Linked DNA regions of Hordeum vulgare: region 2 is linked to region 1. Evidence: chromatin contacts called from public Hi-C data. All regions are on one chromosome and are shown on one strand. The core of a region is the stretch at or near the end of the contact, and the rest is flanking DNA. Distances in the headings are between cores, read along the strand shown. Region 1 holds the start of LOC123402780 (DNA repair protein RAD5A). Region 2 holds the start of LOC123402827.

Region 1 (5,149 bases), core at 758-3,257:
CGCCTAGCGGGCTTGTGGCCACCTGCTGGTGCCCCTCTGGCACTTCTTCGGCCCAATATTTTTTATATATTCCCAAAAAAATCCATGTTGATTTTCATGGCTTTTGGAGTTGCGCAGAATAGGCATCTCAAACTTGCTCCTTTTTCAGGCGAGAATTCCGGCTGTCGACATTCTCCCTCTTCATGTAAACCTTGCAAAAAAAGAGAGAAAATGCATAAGTATTGTACCGTGAAGTGAAATAACAGCCCAAAAAGCAATAAATAACAATATGAAAGCATGATGCAAAATGAACGTGTAAGTGAGTCGCCGCCGGCGTCTGCTGACGCCGGAGCAACGACTCAACCCAATCTACGTAGGCGACTCTTCCCACTGGGAGCTCTGGTTCGCGGTCGAGCACGAGGAGGAGCGCCGACGCGACATGCGTGACGTGCAGCCAAGAGGCCCTCCGCCGCCCCCGCCCGTCGTTAACGAGGACCAGGAGGCGGAGGCCTCCTACCAGGCGGCGCTGACAGCCATTCTCGGTGAGAGTGAGGAGTAAGAGCGGCGCAAGGCCGAGGAGGAGGAGGCGTACGAGGCGCTGCTCATGGAGACCATCGCGTTGTCTGCCGCCGGCGACTACGTCGTGCCACCTCCGTCGAAGACCGAGCCTACAGAGCCGCAGCGGGAGGTCTACCAGTGGATCAGCTGCCTCCGCGAGTGGGTCAGCGCGCCGCCCATCTGGCTGGGCGCGACACCGCAACAGGAGGAAGCCTACCTCCTGCACTGGAAGTTGCAGCGCCTGTCGGCGGAGCGCACCGAAGGCCTTCGACAGATGGCGCTGGAGAAGGAGGCGGAGGAGGAACGATGGGAGATGGAAGAGGAGGAGCGCGCCCGTGCTGTGTTGCCACCGCCACCAGCATTGCCCGCGCCGACGGGACAGACGACAGAGGTATCGTGGTATCGATTCCGACAATAGAAAGGGGTAGGATAAAGGAGCATGATCTATCGAGATGCAAATGGTGACACGGTGATTTTAGCGAGTTCGGGCCTCTCACGGTGGAGATAATGTCCCTACGTCTCGTGCTCCGGAGAGGCTTCGTTTTATCTATCATGGACATGAGTTACATGGTATATTTGAGAGAGGGAAGAACAGATCTCCTAGCTAAGTCCTGAGACTAGAGAGAGCCAGAGCTCCAGGGGAAGAATGAGCCCGCAACGGGAGAAGAAGCTAGCCCTTGAGCTATGTGGTGGGGTGGCTTATATAGAGTGCGTCACTCTCTCATTTCCTTTGTTACAAGATGGAACATTAGTGCCATGATGACAAACCACTACGAAACCTCCACTATGAGTATGATGCTTCGACTGCCTTGTTGGTCTTCGCATATCCGAGTGAGACATATGGCCAAGTGGTTTACCGTCGTCCGAGTGGATACTATGTATGTATTTGTCTGGTCCCACCTCATGTGTGGACCCCATACAATTATGGTATTTCGACCTTTCATGGGCCTACCCGTTTTGTGTATCCTCAGCGGGAGGCGCAGACAGTTGCGCTCTGGAACAAGGCGTTCCCGTTGGCCGGCCCTGCGCCTACGCTGACCTCACCGGCCCCGACAATGACGACGACGCCTAGGGCTGCCTCATAGTTTAGTTTTTTATGTTTAATTAATGTAATAGAGACACATGGACTCTCGTTGGCTTCGTGGCCGGCTTTTAATGTTTAATTGTTATTTGTTTATTATTTTTAGAAATGCTTTATTTTTTTCCACGCGTTGACAAAAATGCGTCACGCCAGCGTTGGGCGCATGCGTCGACCCAAACGCCGAAGCAGATGTTGGTATTCGTCAGACCGATCCAAACGCCAAAGCAGACATTGATGTCCGTCGGGCAGACCCAAACGAATAAAAAATTGATAAAGTCGTCGTCTATTTGGGTCCGTGGGTCCGTGGGTTGGAGTTGCTCTTATTGCACCAATCAGACGGTTCCGGGAGTGGCCGATCCGGCCTGCACTAGGCCGGTCGACCGGCGCAGAGTAGCGGCCTCGAGAAGCGCAGAGCCAGCCAAGGCCGCTCAGCACAGCAGTGAGCGTAAAGGGGAAAAGGGTGGGTCAAGGCGGCAATTTGTCTCCCCTTCCCGCTGAAGCTGTATAGGCGGCGCCAAGCGGGCCTGTTTCGCGGGAAAATTTCGCGAGCAAATCGGAGGTGCGAGGCTGATGGCGAAGAAGAGCGAGAGGGCGGAGCAGGTGGCGGCGGTGCGCGCGGTGCTCGGCGAGGAGACGCCGGAGATGGACATCATCCGCGCGCTCCACATGGCCGGCGACGACCCCACCAAGACCATCAACATCCTCCTCGACCTCCACCACAGCCTGCCGCCGCCGCCGTCGCCGTCCCCGTCGCCCCCACCCCAGCCTCCGCCCGTCCAACCCACCAAACCCCCCAGCAAATCGATCCCGCCGCCCAAAACCCCCGCGCAGCCGAAGCCCGCGGCGGCGGCGGCGGCAGGGAAACCTAGGCCCAAGTCCAACCCCGCGCCCGCCGGCGGCGGCGAGCACTGGTGGCTGGTGGGGAGCGCCGAGATGGCCGGCCTGTCCACCTGCAAGGGCAGGCGCATCGCCGCCGGGGAACCGGTCACCTTCTCGTTCCCCAGCTCCGCGACCGCAGCCGCCGCATCGGGCAAGGGCCGCCCTGGTCGCTTTGCCCTCGCTTCCTGCACCTCGGAGATTATGCGCTTCTCAACCCCGCAACACGGGGAGGTACATTACTGATTACTCGGTCATCACCGCTTATTTCCCCATTCTCTGATGCTGCACCGCATCGCATCATGTATATTAGTGGTGTATAATGACTTCTTGTTTCTAGGTCGGTCGTATCCCCAACGAGTGGGCGCGGTGTCTGCTACCCCTTCTCAAGGAGGGGAAGGTCAAAGTCGAGGCCCTGTGCAAATCCGCTCCTGAGGTTCTTAGCATCATGGACACTGTCCTCTTGTCTGCTAGGTATCTGAATTTTTACCGATAAGGAACTATCCACCGTACCCATTTGTGCTGTCTCATGTATATTAAGTTCAGTGTGGTTGTGCATTTTGCAGCATATATATCAACAGCTCCATGTTCCGTGACCAAAAGCAGTCACCGCCCAAGGCAACACGTGCTGCTACGGAGGACTCCACATTCCATCCACTCCCCGCACTTTTCAAAGTCATCGGGATTACCCCTTTTATGAAGGTGAGCGGTCTTCAGTTTGTTGCGTCCCTAAAGGATGTACTGATAAAAGATGAAAACATTATTCACAAGGTCATGATTACATTAAATGCTTTGCTCGCTGGTATGATTGCTTGCAAGATGGTATGATCTCTTGTTCATTCTAGCAAAAAAAGGATTGTAAAATGTCATCATTAGTACCTACGATCTCTTGCTTTGATAGAAAATATCGTCGATGGATGATGAACTATAAAGTAGAACTGAGAAGTATGAAAGAGGTGTATTTTACTTCATAACCATGTATATTACATAATTGGAGAGATATGGAATGCAAATAAAGGCATCAATTGCCAAGGCACAAGGAGTTCTGTATAAAATTGGGCAATTGTCTTGCTTATGCGTTCTGCGCCAGAATCACTTGCTCTAGTTCTCTTTTCATTTAATTTTATTCAAATAAATAACAGGCAGCATTTACTCCCGAGGATCTCTATTCCAGAAAGCGACCAATTGAAAGAAAGGTAAACTATTATTGGCTCATGCTTTACACTACTATTGTCATAAGAACTATTGGGCTCACATCTGCCTGAACAGAGCAGTAACGGGGAGCCAGCCACAAAGTTGACATCTGAGAAAATGAAATTATCTTCTAGCGGAAATGAAGATGACCATGCTGAGGGAACTGTTTCAGATTCAGATTTGGATGTTATAATTGGAATCTCAGACAGTTCTGCATTGGAGGTAAGTTAACAATCTTAGTTTTGTCATTTTCAGACATAAGTTGGCTGTCCTGACTTCAGTAATGCGCCCTTTTATCCCTTAAAGGAGAGGGATCCACCTGAGGCTCTGCAGTGCGATCTGCGCCCTTATCAGAAGCAGGCCCTTCATTGGATGCTGCAGCTTGAGAAAGGCAGTTGCTCCCAGGATGCAGCTACAACCCTTCACCCTTGTTGGGAGGCATATAAGCTTGATGACAAGTATGTCTGGCTTATATTTGCATCTGCTATTTTGTTTTAGTATGATTGTTCCAAATTTAATCGATATTTATAATCCTACTCATTTATTTCAGGAGGGAATTTGTTTTGTACTTGAATGTATTTTCAGGGGATGCCACTACTGAATTTCCTAGTACATTACAGCTTGCTAGAGGAGGGGTAAGGGTTATATAAAATACTTTACTGATGTATCCTTGCCATGCCTGTTGAAAATCCTAATTGTGCTTTTATGTGATACTTTTATTAACTGATTTAGTATATTGCAGATACTGGCAGATGCAATGGGACTAGGAAAGACTATCATGACGATAAGTCTTCTTCTTTCTGATTCTAGCAAAGGATGCGTCACAACTCAGCATAGTAGTCAGATCTCTGGAGAAGCTAGTGGGCTGGGTGAAACTCCTATTCAGTCCGTTGATTCCGTGAAGAGTCTAGCTAGCCCTTTTTCTTTTAGCAAGCTCAGGAAACCTAAGGCCCCACTGATTGGAGGTGGAAATCTAGTTATCTGCCCGATGACACTACTGAGTCAGTGGAAGGTACAGTTGTAACAGTGGCACCACATACTATTTTCTATGTTGTCCTATCTGTTTCAGTTATGCAGATTTATTTTTTGTGAAAACTTGAAAGATAAGCAGAGTTAGCATATTATATTTGTTTTGTTAATTCATTTTCAGATGCAATGCTAGTACTAATGGTTTTAATACTGTAAACTGATATCTGAATAACAGGCAGAGATTGAAGCTCATACAAAACCGAATTCTTTGAATATATATGTTCATTATGGCCAAAGCAGACCAAAGGAAGCAAGCTTTATTGGTCAGAATGATATTGTCCTGACCACCTATGGTGTCGTGGCATCAGAATTTTCAACTGAGGTGACTCTGAGAACTTGTAGGATATTTGTGTCTTTCAGCGCATTACTACTGCTATTGGTTGTGGATTGCAAGATAAAGCCTGTCCATGTGGTAGACTGCTTACTTGAATA
Region 2 (4,994 bases), core at 151-2,650, 640 kb after region 1:
CGCGTGCGTCCCCTCTGCGCATGCCGCCGTCGCCCCCTCCCCCCGCGCAGGCGCCGCCATCGCGTGCGTCCCCTCTGCGCATGCCGCCGTCGCCCCCTCCCCCCGCGCAGGCGCCGCCGCACGCCCTCGTACCTTCGCTGGCGTCCCCTTTGCGCAGGCCGCCGTCGCCCCCCCCACTCGCATGCGCCGCCGCACGCCCTCGTACCCTTTGCTGGCACTGCTGCAAAACCACCATCGCCGGTGCTCGGGCCGAGCCACGGGAGATGCCATGGCTGCCTCCTGCCATGGACGGATCTGTGTGTATGCATCTATTAAAAAAAGCTATAAGCGGTGTGCAAAAAGCTTCAAACGGCATTGAAAAAGCTTCAACCGGCATGAAGAAAAGCTTCAAGCGTTGACGAAAATTTTGTTACAAGCGTTGGCATGGCGAGATGCAACCATGATGAAAAAAATGGTACAACCATTATACAAATTTGCTACATCCGTAATTCTATTTTGTTGCAAAACCGTTATGCTCTTTGCTACAAGCGTCGGCATGGCGAGCTGCAACCATGATGGAAAAATGCTACAACCATTATACAAATTTGCTACGTTCTTCATTTGATTTGTTGCAACCGACGATATAAAAAGCTTCAACCAGCAAAACACAAAAAGCTGCAATCCTTGACTCAAAAGTTTCAACCATATGTTTGAAAAGCTTCAACCACAGACCAACGAGGAAAGCCTGTCATTTTTGCTACAACTAGCAAAAAGCTTCAAACGACATGGAAAAAGCTTCAACCGTTGTGGAAAAAGCTTCAAGTGACGCGGATTTTTTTCAAGGAAAGTGAAAAAAGCTTCAAACCGGCGACGTCGACGACGACGAGCGGCGAGCGACGAAGGGAGGGATGAGGGTGCTGTGACGAGAGGCGACGAGCGCGCCGATGAGCAGCTCTGACGAGTGGCTTCGACGAGCGTGCTGGCGAGCGCGCCGATGAGCGGCTCCGGCGAGCACGGGGTGTGTTGTGCTGCTTCGAGCTCAGTCGCCTCACGGGAAATTACTGCCGGGGTCAATAGCGCTCGTGACGCTGCAATTTTACACAGGAAGACGATGCAAGAGATTGGCGAAGAGACAAACAGATCTGATGGCTAGCAGCTGTTGCATCGTAGGGTCACTCGTTGACCGGCGGAGGCGCTCGCGCGGGTGCGCCGGCACAGAAGGGTGCCTATTTTTATCTGTATCCGTTATAATTCCTTGCATTAATGAAATGATAAAGGAAAAAAAACTGCGGAGACAACGGAGTAAATTTCCTACTGTATGTGACACGGATTGCATCATGTGGAGTGATTGGCGTGAGGGAGCGAAAAAATAAAATAGCCACACGTCCCCTGCTGCGGTGATTTCCCCTCTTTGACTTGTAGTTGCAGGTTGCCTTCCAAGACCCAAAGAAAGGTAGCTGCCTCTGGTTTCGCCGCTTCGCTAGTGTTCGTGTGTGCCCGAGAGTGACCGAGTGGACGGACGCTACCTACTCGTCGTCTCCGATGCCTCTCCTCCCGCTTCAAGGTAACATGTCCTCCACTATCAGTATCAGCATCCCCCCTTTCCTTCTTGCTGGTCTCGGATGTGCTCCAAGCTCCGCAAGTCCAGCAAGAGAAGTTTAGTTCGGTAATTTCAGTATCTATTTACAGTCGCGGCCGCAACAGGGGATGGAATAGAATGCTGCAATTTGATGGATAGAGGTCCCCTTTGGCAATTAGTTGTCTCGGCTGAGCAAATCCCTAGCTTAATCGATGAATCTCACGGCTGGAATTCGATATCCCCTCAGGATTTCCTGCGATTTTCCCATCACACACACATAGGATTCACAATCCCCGTCTGTTTGCATTCGAAATCCATCCTCAGTTTACCGTTTCCCCAGTAACTTCATTGCCCCAGTAGCGAGCATATCCTTTCTGAATGTTTCTCTGGATAACCCAACAATATGGTATATTTTTCTTTCTTTTGCAGCCCTTCCATCTGTCGGCGTCGTCAGACCACTGAACAGTGAACTCCCACCGACGTGGATGTGACGACGATGTCCATCGCGTGCTGCCTGCCGGTGGTGGAGTGCGTGTACTGCCTGGCATGCACGCGGTGGGTGTGGCAGCGCTGCCTCCACACCACCGGCTACGACAGCGAGACCTGGGGCCTGGCCTCGTCCGGGGAGTTCGAGCCGGTGCCGCGGCTATGCCGGTTCATCCTCGCCGTCTACGAGGACGACCTCGAGACCCCGCAGTGGGCGCCGCCGGGGGGCTACGGCATCGATCCCCGGTGGGTGCTGCGCCGGCGGACGCCCGAGCACACGCAGGGGCGCGCCCCGACGTACCTGCTGTACCTCGACCACCGGCACGCGGACGTGGTGCTCGCCGTGCGCGGCATGGACATGGCCAAGGAGAGCGACTACGCCGTGCTGCTGGACAACAGGATCGGGCAGGCGGGCTTCGACGGCGGCTACGTGCACAACGGCCTGCTCAAGGCCGCCGAGTGGGTGTTCGACGCCGAGTGCGACGTGCTCAGGGACCTCCTGGCCAGGAACCCCGGCTACACGCTCACGTTCGCCGGGCATTCCCTCGGCTCCGGCGTCGCGGCCATGCTGGCTCTGCTGGCGGTGCGCGACAGGGAGCGGCTGGGTGGCGTGGAGAGGAGGAGGATACGGTGCTTCGCCATGGCGCCCCCCAGGTGCACGTCGCTCAATCTGGCAGTCCGTTATGCCGACGTCATTAACGCGGTCATTCTTCAGGTGCTAAGCTTTGTCCATAATGTACACCCCCATCATCAGCAGCATTTTTCTTTTATCATTTGTCAAGATAAACAGCCCAACTGAATTCTGCTTATATTGTCTGATTCTTGTTTTGGTAAATCACAGGATGATTTTCTTCCTCGCACCGACATTCCGTTGGAAGACATTATCAAGTCACTTTTCTGGTAAAGAAACCATGATCAACGGGGTAACTCATACTTGCAGGGGGATCCTGTTACTCTGTCTCTAGTCTGTATCTTTTCAGGGTGCCTGATGCAGTCCCCTTAATTTGTACAGCTTGCCATGCCTTCTGTGCGGGAATTGCCTCATAGCTACATGTATACCTGAAAGTGTCATGTTGAGGGATCCAAGGCGTCTGTACGCACCAGGCCGGCTTTACCACATCGTTGAAAGGAAACCTTTCAGGTATGCATGTTTTTACCTGAAATGTTTTTAGTGAAGTTTTCTACAAATAGAAGGTACTGTTCAGTTCATTAGCTGGTACAACTAACAAGTACTCCCTCTGTCCCAATAATGTAAGACGTTTTTTTACACTACTGTAGAGTCAAAAAAACATCTTACATTACGGGACGGACGGAGTATGTGAAACAGAGAAATGCTATAGAGGTCCCGGGTGATTTTAGTTTTTGTTTTTCTTGCTTGGATTTATAACATTGGTTGAGACTTATAGTTTGTTGAAATAACTGCTGCAGATGTGGAAGATATCCCCCTGCCGTTAGAACAGCAGTTCCAGTGGATGGCAGATTCGAGCACATTGTTCTTTCTTGCAACGCAATTTCTGACCATGCCATTATCTGGATAGAGAGGGAAGCCCAAAGAGCAGTGGATGTAAGCCTACGCCTGTCCTCCTCTCATTGAGTTACTGCCCATAAAAGTATCAATTCAGATAGTGTACTTCCCAGAAAATAGTACTACCTTCGTCACGGTTTAGAAAGCATAGTTAAACTTGCGTGCATTTCCATAATAGACAAGGTTTAAGGCGCATTGCATTCACTCCTTGCAGCTAATTAGTACTCTATCCGTCCCAAAATAATTGTCTTAAGCTTAGTACAAATTTGTACTAGAGCTAGTATAAAGTTGAGACAGTTATTTTGGGACGGATGGAGTACTTCATTGTATCACTTCTATATGCATGGGTAGTGTGAATATTATTTTTTATCCCATCTCACAGCCAATCAATAACCATCTAGGTTTCAGAAAATTTATAAACACGCATTCTAAACCGTGACGGAGGGAGTACTTCATCAATAACCAATCATCAAGGCTCAAGGTTCAAAACATAATTTTGCATTAGTTTTCCGTGACACCTTCTTTCAGCATCAGCCCTTCTCCATCACTTGCCAGATATTTTTCTTCAGGTCTTTATCTGTAGATTTACTATGATGCCCAATTGTATCCCACAAAATAGCTTCCTCGCATTATTTCAGTTGATGCTGGAGCATGAGAGGACCATGAAAGCTCCTGAAAATCAAAGGATGGATGGTGAAACCACGGCGACAAGGGATCACAATGAGGAGCAGCAGGCGGCCCTGAGGCGTGCTATTGCGCTAGGAATCTCAGATGTTAACCTGCCGTCAACATACGGAACATTCGATGAAAATACAACTCATGAGGTGAGCGAGGCTTCGCCAGTGGTCTGGAGTGAGTGGATCGCGAGGATATTTGAGAAGGATGAGTCTGGGCAAATGGTTCCACGGAGATGATGGTGCATTTCAGTAGATGGAATTATGCGTCAAAGGTAGTGGAAAGTTAAGTTTCAGACATACGATTCTTGGTGCGCAGTCCATGCTGTCACGTGTTCGAGCATGTTTTGGAAACCTTGAAATGGTGTTGGAAGAAATAGGAATCGTTGATGTAGGCCAAAGCATACATAGGTGAGATGTACTGATGAGTAACTCCAGACTCTACTGTACATTGGATGTAAAGAAAGCAGGATTTGTTTAGGAGAAGATAGCCGGGATCCTCTCCAGGTTTACGCGTGGCTGGCTAGAACGCCGCCGAGGACATTTGCTGGGCAGAATATCATAAGGAATTAAAGGAAACCAACATTCGGTGAAAATTGATGAAAACCACGGAATATTAAGAGGGTGATGTCTATTGCCATGTAAAATTCTAAGTTGAGATGTTGGTTATGAATATAACAAAATCAACATTGAATAGTGTTGAACAGTAACATCACTATTTGATGCTGTTTTTTTTATAGATCACACCTTG

Evidence for each region. A called contact is a pair of places that touch in the nucleus more often than the background predicts.
Region 2: a contact with region 1 is called in a Hi-C map of seedling, with 9 times the contacts expected there. The contact joins the promoter of LOC123402827 here to the promoter of LOC123402780 in region 1. A contact is called at or near these places in 3 of 6 Hi-C or Micro-C datasets (leaf and seedling).

The regions. Positions count from the first base shown.
Region 1 is chr6H:62,689,839-62,694,987 of MorexV3_pseudomolecules_assembly, forward strand. It overlaps LOC123402780 (DNA repair protein RAD5A), which reads left to right and starts at 2,008. Exons shown (of 20, transcript XM_045096741.1): 1 at 2,008-2,728; 2 at 2,835-2,968; 3 at 3,061-3,196; 4 at 3,637-3,690; 5 at 3,764-3,910; 6 at 3,995-4,146; 7 at 4,239-4,323; 8 at 4,431-4,700; 9 at 4,893-5,039. The coding sequence starts at 2,189.
Region 2 is chr6H:63,332,837-63,337,830 of MorexV3_pseudomolecules_assembly, forward strand. It overlaps LOC123402827, which reads left to right and starts at 1,401. Exons shown (of 6, transcript XM_045096785.1): 1 at 1,401-1,543; 2 at 1,988-2,759; 3 at 2,886-2,944; 4 at 3,057-3,185; 5 at 3,473-3,608; 6 at 4,208-4,839. The coding sequence starts at 2,055. The coding sequence ends at 4,483.